Regions from separate parts of the Gossypium raimondii genome. Here region 2 is linked to region 1. Evidence: chromatin contacts called from public Hi-C data. All regions are on one chromosome and are shown on one strand. The core of a region is the stretch at or near the end of the contact, and the rest is flanking DNA. Distances in the headings are between cores, read along the strand shown. Region 1 holds the start of LOC105788633 (amine oxidase [copper-containing] zeta, peroxisomal). Region 2 holds the start of LOC105788638 (pentatricopeptide repeat-containing protein At5g61990, mitochondrial).

Region 1 (6,464 bases), core at 1,645-4,144:
GCAGCCCCATCTCCTCCCCTTAACAAATTTATTAGCTTTTTGTATATAAAAGTATTTAAAAATAATTGAGTATTAAAATAATGATTAAAATTTGGATTCATTTTAAATTTATCTGAATATTATTTTATTTTTATTATTTTTAAGAACTTGAATTTTTATATTTTTATTTTATTTATTTCATATTATTTTTATAATACAATTAGATGATTTAATCTTAATTATTTCAGTTATGAAAATAAAACATTATAAAATTGAAAATATATTATCATAAACTCAACCCAATTAAACAAGTTAATTTTGAAAAGAATTTATAAAGTTTAAATCGATTATATTTAAAATTTAAAAATAAAAGAAATTTCTATATCAAAATTCAGATTACTACTCGGCTATTGCATCAACAAATCTTCAACATTGCCATAAAACCATGAAGACAAGTAAAATAGATCCATTTCATTCTTTTAACATAATATTCATCTTATATAAGCAAGATTTTGTTACAGGAAAGCTCAAGATTATTCAGTGTTGATACATAAGAACAAAATGATCATTCAATATAATCCAATAACAAATTAAAAACAAAATAATTACAAATCAGTAATATCTTCAATTTAAATTTCATGTTGTTGAAAACTTTTTCACTAATATTACGAATAAAAATACAGTTGATTGAGTCAATGATGCATTGACACTGTTGACAAAAGTTGAGGTCTCAAATCTTAAAGGTTCGGATTCAAATATTTTTGTTTGCAATTGCAATGTGTGGGTTTCCTTTCCACAATGTGCCTTAGGTGGGTTTTGTTTGATTCTTTTTAGATTAATCCAGTTTTTGCTTAGTTCTTTTGGATTCTACATTGTAGTTAGATTTACGCACTCTTTTCCTTTCCTTTGATTTAAAGGTTTTGGGTAGAAGTAGGCATTGTATAAGAAAAAATAAAAATATCTTCCTCTCATACCATCCAATACAAAAATACAGCTTCAATTTAATTATTATATTATTATGTCTAAGGATAATTATTTGATACACTAGCAATGTCTTTGTAACTCCACAAGTGGTGTTAAAATACTACCAAATGTCTTTAAGCTAAATTGGACATATGGTGACATCTTAATCCCTCTTGTATAGTTTAAAAACTCCACCACTGGTGCATCAAATAATAATACTATATTTAATGCTCAATTAATTAATTTTTTGTAGGGATATTCCAAAAAATAAAAATAATTAAGAGTGATATTATTTGATTACCACCATTATAGAAATAGGGGTAAACTGCACCACATGTTACTCTAAAATAGTGTCATTTCTATTTTGGTCATTTTGATTTTTTTTGTCAATTAGTCACTCTAATTAAGATAATTGCTCGAATTGGTCACTATCGTTAAAATTCTGTTAATCCATTAACGGATTGTTGACGTGACATTTTTTTTACTTTTGACTATAACTAAGGACCTCTTTATAATCAGTCCAAAATATTTTTATTTATTTATTTGCAACATGAATATGTTAATGGTAGCATTATCAATATTTGAATCCTCTATAAAAAGAGGGAATCCAACGACGGTGACGGCAAACCATAACTATGGACCCACCTTTTCCGATGAGTCCATTTGCCAGTATAACACCACTTAGCCACCCTACCGCCACCGACGATCATGACGATGTTGTCTCTACTGTTACTTCAAGTAAAACTACTCTTGATTACTTTTTTTTTTTGGTTGGTTTGATAATTATATTGTTTTTACAATTTAGAAAAAAAAAACCCTATTACAAATGTTATAGAGGATTGAAGAACTAATCTCCTAAAACAAATTGTGCGATAATTCCTTTCAACCAAAACTCAAATTCGCTTCCTACAGTTATCCAGAGCACTATAACATATTGATTTCATAAATTTTGAAACAGAACTTCAAAAAGCATCATCTAGTTATTAAAGTTAAATCCTCCAAAAAAAAAATATGAAACAGTTGAATCTAATTTTTCAAATATAAACTTGTAAATATATATATAATTATCAAACAAACAAAAAAATAGAAGTAAAAAGAGATAAATTTTACTTGAAGTAACAATAGAGACAATATTGTCATGGCCATTGATGGCGATAGGGTGATCGATGGTGTTATACTGGAAAATGGGTTCATCAGAAATAGTGGGGTCATGGTCATGATTCATCGTCGCCGTAATTGGATTCCCTCTTCTTAGAGAGGATTCAAATGACAATGCCACTATTAAAATCTTCACGTTGTAAATAAACCAAAAAAAATATATTTTGGAATAATTATGTAGAGGTACTTAACTTTAGTTAAAAGTAAAAAAATACCACGTTAGTAATCCATTAGTAGATCAATAAAACTTTAAATAACTGTGATCAGTTCGAACAATTATCTTAATCAGAGTGATAAAAAAAATTTAGAGTGATGAAAAGAAGAAGGAGGGTAGTTTATCCTAAAAGTAAAATAAGAGTAAGTAAAGAATGCAGTGGCGTGGGCCGTAGCCCACAAGTAAAAGTGAATATAGAGAAATTAAGTCCTTATAAATAAATAAGAGGAAGTTGTACGGCCTTATCAGGGCTAACATTAAGATCCTCCTATCAGTGTATGTATCACCCCTTATCCACTGAAAATGATCCCTCTTATAAATCATTATTATAAGCTCCCCACCCAAAATCCTACAAAAACATAAAACAAAAGTAGGGCCATCGCCTTATGGCCCATATCCACCACCATCAGTTTTAGTTTTGTTATTATCTGGCGTTAACAAAAAAAGAGTAAAACAGGTCACCTATGATCTCCCGTCCAATAAATCAATAGAGGGTGTGAGTTGAGAGTGAGATGGATGCACGTGGTTTCTGTACTTTCTCTTATATAGGAATAGGAGTAGAATAGTATATAAAGCCCTTCCATTCCCTTACTTTTTCTCCGTCTATCCAACTCTACCATTGATTATTTTTTTCCTTTTTCCTTTTGTTTTGTTTCTGGTTCTGGTTTCCTTTTTCTCTTCACATTTCTTTCTCCCGTTGAACAAACGGTCCTTTGTCGTTAGAATTAGAGTTTATTGCCACTCAACACACCACTATTTGATCTGACCTTGGTTATTTCTGCTTCATTTTTTTCTCTTTTAAATTTTCTTGTATTTTCTTGAAGCTTCTTTCCAACGGAGAAATAGATAGAAGAGAGAGGGAGAGCCAGAGAGAGTCGACTGAGAAAGTTTTGCTGTATGTCAGTAGATTGTATTGAGACTTACTGCGGTGGATTTGGCGAGCTTGCAAACCCTTTACAATGGCCTCAGCTAAGAAAAAGACGACGCTTCATTCTTCTTCATCTTCTTCCCCTTCTTCATGTTGCGCATCGCACTCCGTTGTTTCCGCCGCGCCTCCTGCTTCTTCATCTGCCTCCGCCACCGCCTCCAATCTGCTGCACGAGTGGACCCTCGGTTCTACGGATCGCCGCGACGATAGCAGCGCCACCAAAGCTGCCATGGCGTCCTTGATTCGCCCCGTTGATTCTCTTCCCGATACTTCCACCAAAGGCATCTCTCTCTCTCCCCCTGTCTCTTTCATTGTTGTAAGAAATGTGTTGGCGTTTCAGATGATCCTCAATTTAGATCCTAGCCGTTTTACATGTTGTTATGTATTTCTTTTTCTATCATCTCATGTTTTTCGGACTTTTTTATTTTCTGCATCGTTCCTCGTGCATTAATCATCCACGAATATCATGAACTAAAGTTTCAGACTTCGATATATATATTCTTTTGAAAAAAAAGGAATTAACTATGGTTTAGTTTGTACCAAATGCATGTATATTTCTTTCTTTTATTTATCTATCTTTTATAGTTATATTGGAAGAATCTTGAAAGTGTAAGATTTATTTCGAGAAAGGACGATCAATTCATTACTTAATGCTTCACTTTGACCTTTTATTTTTATTTGCTCTGCTGCTTGTTGACCGATTTCTTTTTCCTAAAAAAATTTCAAGTGAATAACTTCAAGAATTTTGTGTTTAATCGAACGTGTTTGAGAGTTATGCTGGTATTTAGTTATTTAGCACTCTGATGTCGACAAGGATTTTTCTCTCTATAGTGTTCAATAAGATTGCTTGTTTGATTGTGCAGGCATCCAAATCTTTACAAGGCCTCAAACCAGTCATCCTTTGGACCCTTTATCTGCTGCTGAGATCTCTGTTGCAGTTGCTACTGTCAGAGCTGCTGGTGCCACTCCTGAGGTTGCTAATTTCTATATAATGCCTTTATTTTGTTGTCCTCCATTATATCATTTCCAAACCAATGTGCTTAAGATTTGTTGATGTTTCTATGTTGTTTAAAATGTTGAGATAAGTAATATTCTTATTTTTCTTTTTCAAGGTAAGAGACAGCATGCGCTTCGTTGAAGTGGTTCTTTTGGAGCCAGACAAGCATGTTGTTGCTCTGGCAGATGCTTATTTCTTCCCACCTTTCCAACCCTCATTACTTCCAAGGACCAAAAATGGCCCAGTGATACCTACCAAGCTCCCTCTCAGGCGAGCTAGATTGGTTGTCTATAACAAGAAGTCCAATGAAACAAGTATATGGATTGTTGAGTTATCTGAAGTACATGCAGTAACTCGAGGAGGGCATCACAGGGGAAAAGTAATATCATCTCAAATTGTACCAGATGTTCAGCCTCCTATGGTAAATCTATCTCATTGCATGGACAGTTGTACTTTATGTTTTTCCCATTTGCTAGATTTTAGAATTCTAGACTTTTTGCAGTCAAGTGTTATGTTGTTTAAGACTCTTTGTATCCCTTGAATTTTCCTACTTACATGTGTATGGATGTTTGGCCTTCCAAAAATATTTAAAAACTTTACCTTAAATTGAACGTACCTGTTTGGGACAAACGCTCATAATCTGACCCCTCCCTCGCCAGTCCAAGTGCAAAGGTTTGGTTAAGTTGAACTACCAATTCATATTTTATTTCTCAGTTTTGAATTCCTTTCAGGATGCTATGGAATATGCTGAATGTGAAGCTGTTGTAAAAGACTTTCCTCCATTCCGAGAAGCAATGAAGAAGAGGGGTATTGAGGACATGGACCTTGTGATGGTTGATCCCTGGTTAGTTAAATCCACATCTTGATTGTATATAAAATGTTTGCCTTTTTTATCTGTGTCATGTTCTGGTGCTTATACATTTGGGTTTTAAATCCATTTTCAACAGGTGTGTTGGTTATCATAGTGATGCTGATTCTCCAAGCAGAAGACTTGCTAAACCACTTATATTCTGTAGAACTGAAAGTGACTGCCCCATGGAAAATGGCTATGCTCGCCCAGTTGAGGGGATTTATGTACTTGTTGATATGCAAAAGATGAAGGTGATTGAGTTTGAGGACCGTAAATTTGTTCCTTTACCTCCGGCTGATCCTTTGAGGAACTATACTTCTGGAGAAACAAGGGGTGGTGTTGATCGTAGTGATGTGAAACCCTTGCAGATTGTTCAGCCTGAAGGTCCAAGCTTTCGTGTTAATGGGTGTTTCGTTGAGTGGCAGAAGGTAGGTCTGCATTTTTCAATTGATTATACTTTTTGCTAAATTCAGAAGCTCATATGAATGTTCTCCTTTCTTGCCTATTGTTGATAGTGGAATTTCCGTATTGGTTTCACCCCAAAGGAGGGTTTGGTTATATACTCAGTTGCTTATGTTGATGGTAGTCGAGGTCGAAGGCCTGTTGCTCATAGGTTGAGTTTTGTGGAGATGGTTGTGCCATATGGGGATCCAAATGATCCACATTACCGAAAGAATGCTTTTGATGCTGGGGAAGATGGCCTTGGTAAAAATGCACATTCTCTCAAGAAGGTTTTCCCATTATCCTGCCTACTCTTTATATTATAATTTTTAGTTTATTTAGTGCTGTTTTTCAACTGAAGTTAAATTTGTTCTACACAAAAATGCTGTTACAGGGATGTGATTGTCTCGGCTATATCAAATACTTCGATGCTCACTTTACAAATTTCACTGGAGGTGTTGAAACGATTGAAAATTGTGTCTGTTTGCATGAAGAGGATCATGGGATTTTATGGAAGCATCAAGATTGGAGAACAGGTTTGGCAGAAGTTCGAAGGTCTAGAAGGCTAACAGTGTCATTCATATGCACTGTTGCTAACTATGAGTATGGATTTTACTGGCACTTTTATCAGGCAAGTCTATTTCCATCTCCACATATGCTAAATTGTGATGCCAACAATGAAATATAATTTATGTTTATAAACAGATCACTGTTGAAAATGTTTAGAATTTCTTAAGGTGCATTCAGGGAATTTTCATAATGAATTTTAGCTTTGCTGCAAACTTCTATGTTGTTATACCTTCGTATGCTTTTTGAAGATTTTCTTGACCTTTGTTATTGGTTACTACAGGATGGAAAGATTGAAGCTGAAGTTAAGCTTACTGGAATTCTTAGCTTAGGAGCATTACAGCCTGGGGAATCTCGAAAATATGGT
Region 2 (6,464 bases), core at 2,695-5,194, 140 kb after region 1:
GTCCAGAGTGTAAATACTGCAGTAAACGATATGGATATATGAAACGGTATCTACAAGCATACGGGCCCAGTTGTAATATAGTTACAACAGAGTAGGTGAGTACTCCAAGGATCATACCCAAGGGAGGCGAGTGCTAGATCAATTTTAACCTAAACACCGAAAGATCTAATTAGTACATTAATTTAGTTATAGTACAAAGGCAAAATTAAAGGAGTTTTTAATATTTTTATAATAATAAAACAAAATAACATAAAGAAATAAAATTTCAAGAGATCAAAGAATAGAATAAATCAAATCTAGTTATGGATGATTAGTTTTCTTTGGCAATTCCCATCAGCTGTCGCTTCGGGTTCCTTGTTAATCAACTAGTTGTTATCCAAGTAGAATCTTCCAATTTTCCACTCAAATAACGAGTCAATAAGGACTACTTATCTTCTGACCTCACAGTCCAGACTAGTTTGAGGTGAAGGTGTTCAAGGATAATTCATACTAATTTTGGGTTAATTTCCACCTTGATGACTTCTTAAGGTTGTCAGGCCCAGGGTTTTAGGTTCTTCCTTTCCCAAATAGTTGATTCGTTGAGTAACCCTACAAGACAGTCAATAGATCATACCTCAACTTGCTAATCCCCCATAAATGGATTTGTTCCTCATGGTTTTCATGAACAGTATAAATTCGATATAGAGAATAGACATGACAAACGAATCGAAAGTATAGAGTTTAAGGAAATGCCTGATTTGCATTAAAGATGAATATGAATCTACAAGTTTGATCATCTTCCACAAATCATATCTCTCGAGGTAAAAAAGAATAACTTGAAAATAAATCTAAAACCTAAAAAGAAAGAAAAGCTAAATCGAAATTAAAAGCAAAATTCTAAACTAAGTAATCTATGTCCATAACATATGACAAATGAGCCTATTTATAGATTTCAGGTGGTCGTCGTCCTTAACCCTAGGTTAGTTGACGTTCCTGAGCTTTAAGTTCGATTGTGCAAACCAAAAGGCCCCCTGGCTTGTGTTAGTTTACGTCCAAAATCGATGTCGCGACATAAGATTTAGTATACTCATCGTGGGATATTTTCAAGGGCATGTCGTGACACCTGTAGTCTATGTCGCGACAACGAAAGCAACTTCGTGATTTCTTCAAGGGTATGTCATGTCATTTCTTGTTGCGACATAGTGACCAACATCTATTTATTACACCTTTTAATGGTCTTCTGTACACTTACACAATTCATTAGCTCCCCCTTAGGCCTCATCCGGCCCCTAAGGTCAATGAAAGACTCAATTTGTACATTTTATTAACTTTAAGAAATCTTGCAAAAACATAATTAAAACCTTATGAAAATGCTTGCTTTCAAGCTCCTAAAGAGCAAAAATTAGATTAATCTACTACACTAAATTACGACAGATTAGAGTGTTGTTCCGATCAAAGTAGATCGTCTCACAAAATATGTCCACTTTATGTCCCTATCCCATCCCTATACTACTATGACTGTAGCTCAATTGTTCATGGAAAATGTGTACAAGCTACATGGGATGCCCGACTTCATTATATCTAACAGGGATAAGATATTTGTAAGTAATTTCTAGCAGGATTTGTTCAGACGAGTGGGAACTAAGCTTTACCTATCCATTGCTTACCATCTTGAGACTGATAGGTAAACAAAAGTATTGGATAGGTGTCTTGAAGGCTATCTGAGATGCATGTCAAGGGAGAGACCACAGGACTATGTAAGTTGGCTTCAATTAGCTGAGTGGCAGTATAATTCCACATTCCACTTAGCTATTCAAAGCATAATTTATGAGGCACCATATGGCCAGACACCTCCTCATCATACACCATAATTAGCCGGGGCATGACTGGTGGTTGCTATAGACAAATGTTTGCATCACTGTAAAGCTACAAGACAACTGCTAAAATTCCATCTGAAAAGAGCAAAAGATAGAATGAGGCAACAAGCTGATAGACACAGAACAGACAGACATTTTAAAGTAGGGGACTGGGTTTATTTGAAGCTTCAACCTTACTGACAGTATTCTATGGAAGGTTGCTTAACCAAAAATTAGCTCCCAAGTATTTTGGGTCATACATGGTGGAAGGTAAGATCGGGAAGGTAGCATACAAGATGCAGCTACCCCATGGATCTATAGTTCACCCTACTTTTCATGTTTCACAACTTAAGAAACATGTTAGAGCTGCTCATGTATAAGTCTCTCTGCCAGTAATGGACAACCAGGGATCTTGGGCCAAAAAGCCTATTAGAATTTTAGATAGAAGGATGGTAAAGCATGGGAATGTGGCCACAACTGAAGTTTTGGTTGAATGGGTGAATTCATTTCTAGAGGATGCCACATGGGAATCCTTGGTGCAATTGAAGGATGCTTACCTTCATATAGATCCTAGAAGACAAGGATCTTCTTCAAGGAGGGAGTAGTTGTTATGGGTTAAATTATGAAATAAATGGGGTGGATTAGTTGGGCCGAGAGCAGGTTATAAAAACAATGCGTATCAGGTTAAATAAAATAAAGCGTTTCATAGAAACAATTGTACAATTTGTTTTGTTTGTTTTTCTATTATTTTGACTGTTAGACAATTCGATTGTTTTTCCTATATATTAGCATGTAATTGATAGTATTGGATATGAAAATTGAAAACTGTCAACACCCCTTTCTCATATGCATTGTTCTCTCCTCTATTTTCCATTATTCTCTTATCTTTCTCGGATTTTTGATTTCGTTCTTTAACAAATTTATCCTGGTTGAGAAAGTAATGTCTGGATATAAGCAAGTATCGATCAATCGATTAGTTAATTAAAGGCCAGGAAGTAATAATTGGTTAATCGATAGCTAATCTACCTTAAAACCCTAATCCGAAGTTAGTTATAAACCCTGAAGCGAGCTAATCTTCCTTATTGGTTTATTGATTAAGTCGTTTATTTATTTATTTTAGTTAATTAAATTATCTTTTTAATCTATTTTATGATTTATTATAATATAAGAATTAATTACTACTACTTGGACTTATTATTGTAAAAATATTTCCATAATTTACTCTATCTCCCCTTGGGTACGATCCTCAGAATACTTTCAAGTATTTCATTTTACTAACTATATTACAATTCAATCCATGCACTTGCGGACACCGCCGTTCTAATTCTTATATATTTTTTGTGTTATATTTTATTACTCTAAACGATAACTCATTTATAGGCGATAAAAATTTAAAATACTAATTCATCTCTCTCTTGATATTTTCGAACCTAACAAAAATAATACTCTTGATTTTTATAGATTATTTTAGTTCTGTCAATTATAACACTAAACAATTTTTTAAAAAATTGTGCTGCCAAATATTATTGATTTAAACAAAGTATTGAATAATAAAAATAAAAACTTAACTTTATTTACTTTATATTAATTATTAACTTAGCTTTAAAAATTAAAAAAATTAAAATTTTTTAATATTCTCTATTCCGTTTTATAGTTCATGTTCAAGGTATATAGCTCACTCCCAAAATATCCTCTTCAATGTATGAATTTGTTTTGTTCTCATTGAGAATGCAAAATAATTTATCACAACACTTAATACTTATTGATAAATATACTAAAGGTTTTAGTTACTTTTATATTAATTTTTATATTTAGTTTAATTAATTTTAAAGTTCAATAAATTAATTAAAATTACCTTAAAATAAATTATTTAAAATTTTATATTTAAAATGTCTTAATTTTAACATAAATTAATATAATTTGAAGTTTATTTTTAGATATTTATAAATTTAAAATTAAAATGCTGAGGTGTTCGATTTCGTTGACTGAAAAGTTTAAACCGGTATCTTAATTAAAGTACAAATACATGGGCCAAACAGCCCAGAAAAGTGAAGCCGAAAGCCCACCAAAGTGTGCTGTAAACGTTCTCCTTACTCGCTGATTCTCTTCTCTTATTCTGTTTTTTGCAGACTAAACGCGTCCCCATTTTTTCACCTTGAAAATCCTTCAAAACAATGCGTTTATCTTCAAAGCAAACGGTCTATTGTTTCACGAAATCAAGGCTCTCTCGTCTCAAATCGGCTTCCCTTTGTACATCAGCTTCACATGACGACGAAGCCGTGGAAATCGCTTCTATCCTCAGTAAGAATGACTGGAAACGACTTCTTGAAACATCATCAGAATTGACAAGCAAGCTGAACCCAGACATGGTTCACTCCGTTCTTCTCCAAAACTCGGTTCATGATCCCGAACGCCTCTTCAGTTTCTTCAACTGGGCAAGTCACCGATCCCCGAACCCTCAAAATTTGGATTCTTTTTCTTTTCTAGCAGTTACTTTATGTAATTCGAAGATGTTTCGTAAAGCCAATATTGTTTTAGACAGCATGGTTAGGACTAGGAGGCCCGTTCAGGCCATTTTGGGTTCAATTATTAGGTGCTGGAAGGGCTATGAAGAGAATTATGTCGGGGTTTTCGAGATTTTGATTGGTTGTTATAAGAAAATGGGTTCTTGGAACGATGCTGTTTATGTTTTTTTGGGTGCTAAAAAAGTTGGGGTTTTGCCTGGTTTGGTTTGTTGTAATAACTTTTTAGGTGATTTGCTTAAGGTAAATAAGTTGGATTTGTTTTGGAAGGTTTTCAATGGGATGATAGATGCTAAATTGGTGCCTGATGTTTATACTTTTACCAGTGTGATTAATGCTCATTGTCGAGTTGGGGATATTGAGAAGGCAAAAAGGGTGTTTATGGATATGGAGGAGAAGGGATGTAGTCCTGGTTTGGTTACTTATAATGTTATGATTGGTGGACTGTGTAAAGCTGGTGCTGTTGATGAAGCATTGAAGTTGAAAAACTCCATGAGCCGGAAGGGTTTCAACCCTGATGCATATACTTACAATACGGTTATTGATGGGTTTTGTAGGCATAACAGATTTCAGGAAGCGAAATTGATGATGGAGGAAATGCGTTGTGCAGGCTTAAATCCTAACCATTTTGCGTACACAGCTTTGATTGATGGGTTCATGAAACGGGGGAGCATGGCCGAGGCTTTCCAAGTCAAGGATGAGATGGTTGCTTGTGGAATTAAACCGAATGTGTTCACGTATAATGTGCTTATTCGTGGGGCTTCTAAGGCTGGTGACTTGGAGAAAGGAAAAGCTCTGTTCGATGAGATGGTTTTGATTGGCATCGGACCTGATGATCAAACATTTAGTCTTATGATTGAGAGTTATTGTCTACAAGGGAATTTTCTCAAGGCCCATGAATTGTTTGAAGAGATGAAGGAACACAAGTTTACACCCACGATGTACACTTATAATGGTATGATTAGTGGATTATGTCACTGTGGAGATCTTGGTCGAGCTAATTATGTTTTTGAGGCAATGATTAAGGTAGGGTTGAAGCCCAACGTTGTTATGTATACAAATCTGATAAAAGGTCATATTCAGAAAAGTAGATTCGAGGAAGCAAGAAAGATTCTCAATAGAATGATGGAGAATGGACAAATGGCTGATATCTTTTGTTGCAATACTCTTTTAAGTGGCTTATGTAAGGCCCAAAAGATGGACGAAGCAAGAAGCTTCTTAGTCGAAATGGTTGACAGGGGGTTGAAGCCTAATGGAATTACCTATCGGACTTTAATCCATGGATATGCTAAGGCCGGGGAAATGGAGGCAGTAGAAAGGTGTTTCGGAGAGATGCATAGTTATGGTATAGCTCCTAATAATGCTATCTATACTATATTGATTAATAGCCTTTGCAAAGTGGGAAATGTAACTGAGGCTCTGTCGACATTTAGGCGCATGTCTGAAAAAGGTGTGCTCCCGGATGTAAAGACTTACACTGCGCTCATCCACGGCCTTGCGGCAAATGGTAGAATTAATGATGCAATGCAACTGTTCTCTCAACTCGATGAAAAGGGTATAGTGCCTGATGTATTCACTTATACTTCTCTCATTTCTGTCTTTTCTAAGCTTGGTGATATGGAGGCTGCTCTCAACCTTCATGATAAGATGTGTCAAAAGGGCATTGCTCCTAATATTGTTACATATAACGCAATAATTGATGGTCTGTGTAAGTTAGGTGACACTGAGAAAGCTAGGAGGGTGTTTAATGAAATCTCACAGAGAGGCTTGGCACCTAATGTCAAGAGTTATTCTATAATTATAGATGGATATTGCAAATCTGGAAATTTAACTCAGGCATTTCAGTTACTGGATAAAATGCCTTCAAAGGGTGTTCCACCTGATAGTTTTACTTATTGTGCCCTTATTGACGGATGCTGTAAAGGAGGAGAATTGGACAAGGCACACTCTTTGTTTTCTGAAATGGTGCAGAAGGGCTTTGATCTCACCTCTTCTTTCAATGCATTGATCAATGGGTTATGCAAGTCGGGGAAACCAAATGAAGCTAAGAGGCTGTTAGAAGACATGGCCAGTAATTGTATTACACCAAACCATATAACCTATACAA

Evidence for each region. Hi-C and Micro-C count contacts between places; a contact is called where the count stands out from the background.
Region 2: a Hi-C map of leaf shows a contact between it and region 1, with 2.7 times the contacts expected there. The contact joins the promoter of LOC105788638 here to the promoter of LOC105788633 in region 1. A contact is called at or near these places in 2 of 2 Hi-C or Micro-C datasets (both in leaf).

Annotation. Positions count from the first base shown.
Region 1 is chr2:37,863,002-37,869,465 of ASM2569854v1, forward strand. It overlaps LOC105788633 (amine oxidase [copper-containing] zeta, peroxisomal), which reads left to right and starts at 2,895. Exons shown (of 13, transcript XM_052627462.1): 1 at 2,895-3,523; 2 at 4,106-4,215; 3 at 4,355-4,660; 4 at 4,971-5,083; 5 at 5,187-5,517; 6 at 5,605-5,820; 7 at 5,925-6,161; 8 at 6,381-6,464. The coding sequence starts at 3,274.
Region 2 is chr2:38,006,577-38,013,040 of ASM2569854v1, forward strand. It overlaps LOC105788638 (pentatricopeptide repeat-containing protein At5g61990, mitochondrial), which reads left to right and starts at 3,945. Exons shown (of 1, transcript XM_012615597.2): 1 at 3,945-6,464. The coding sequence starts at 4,010.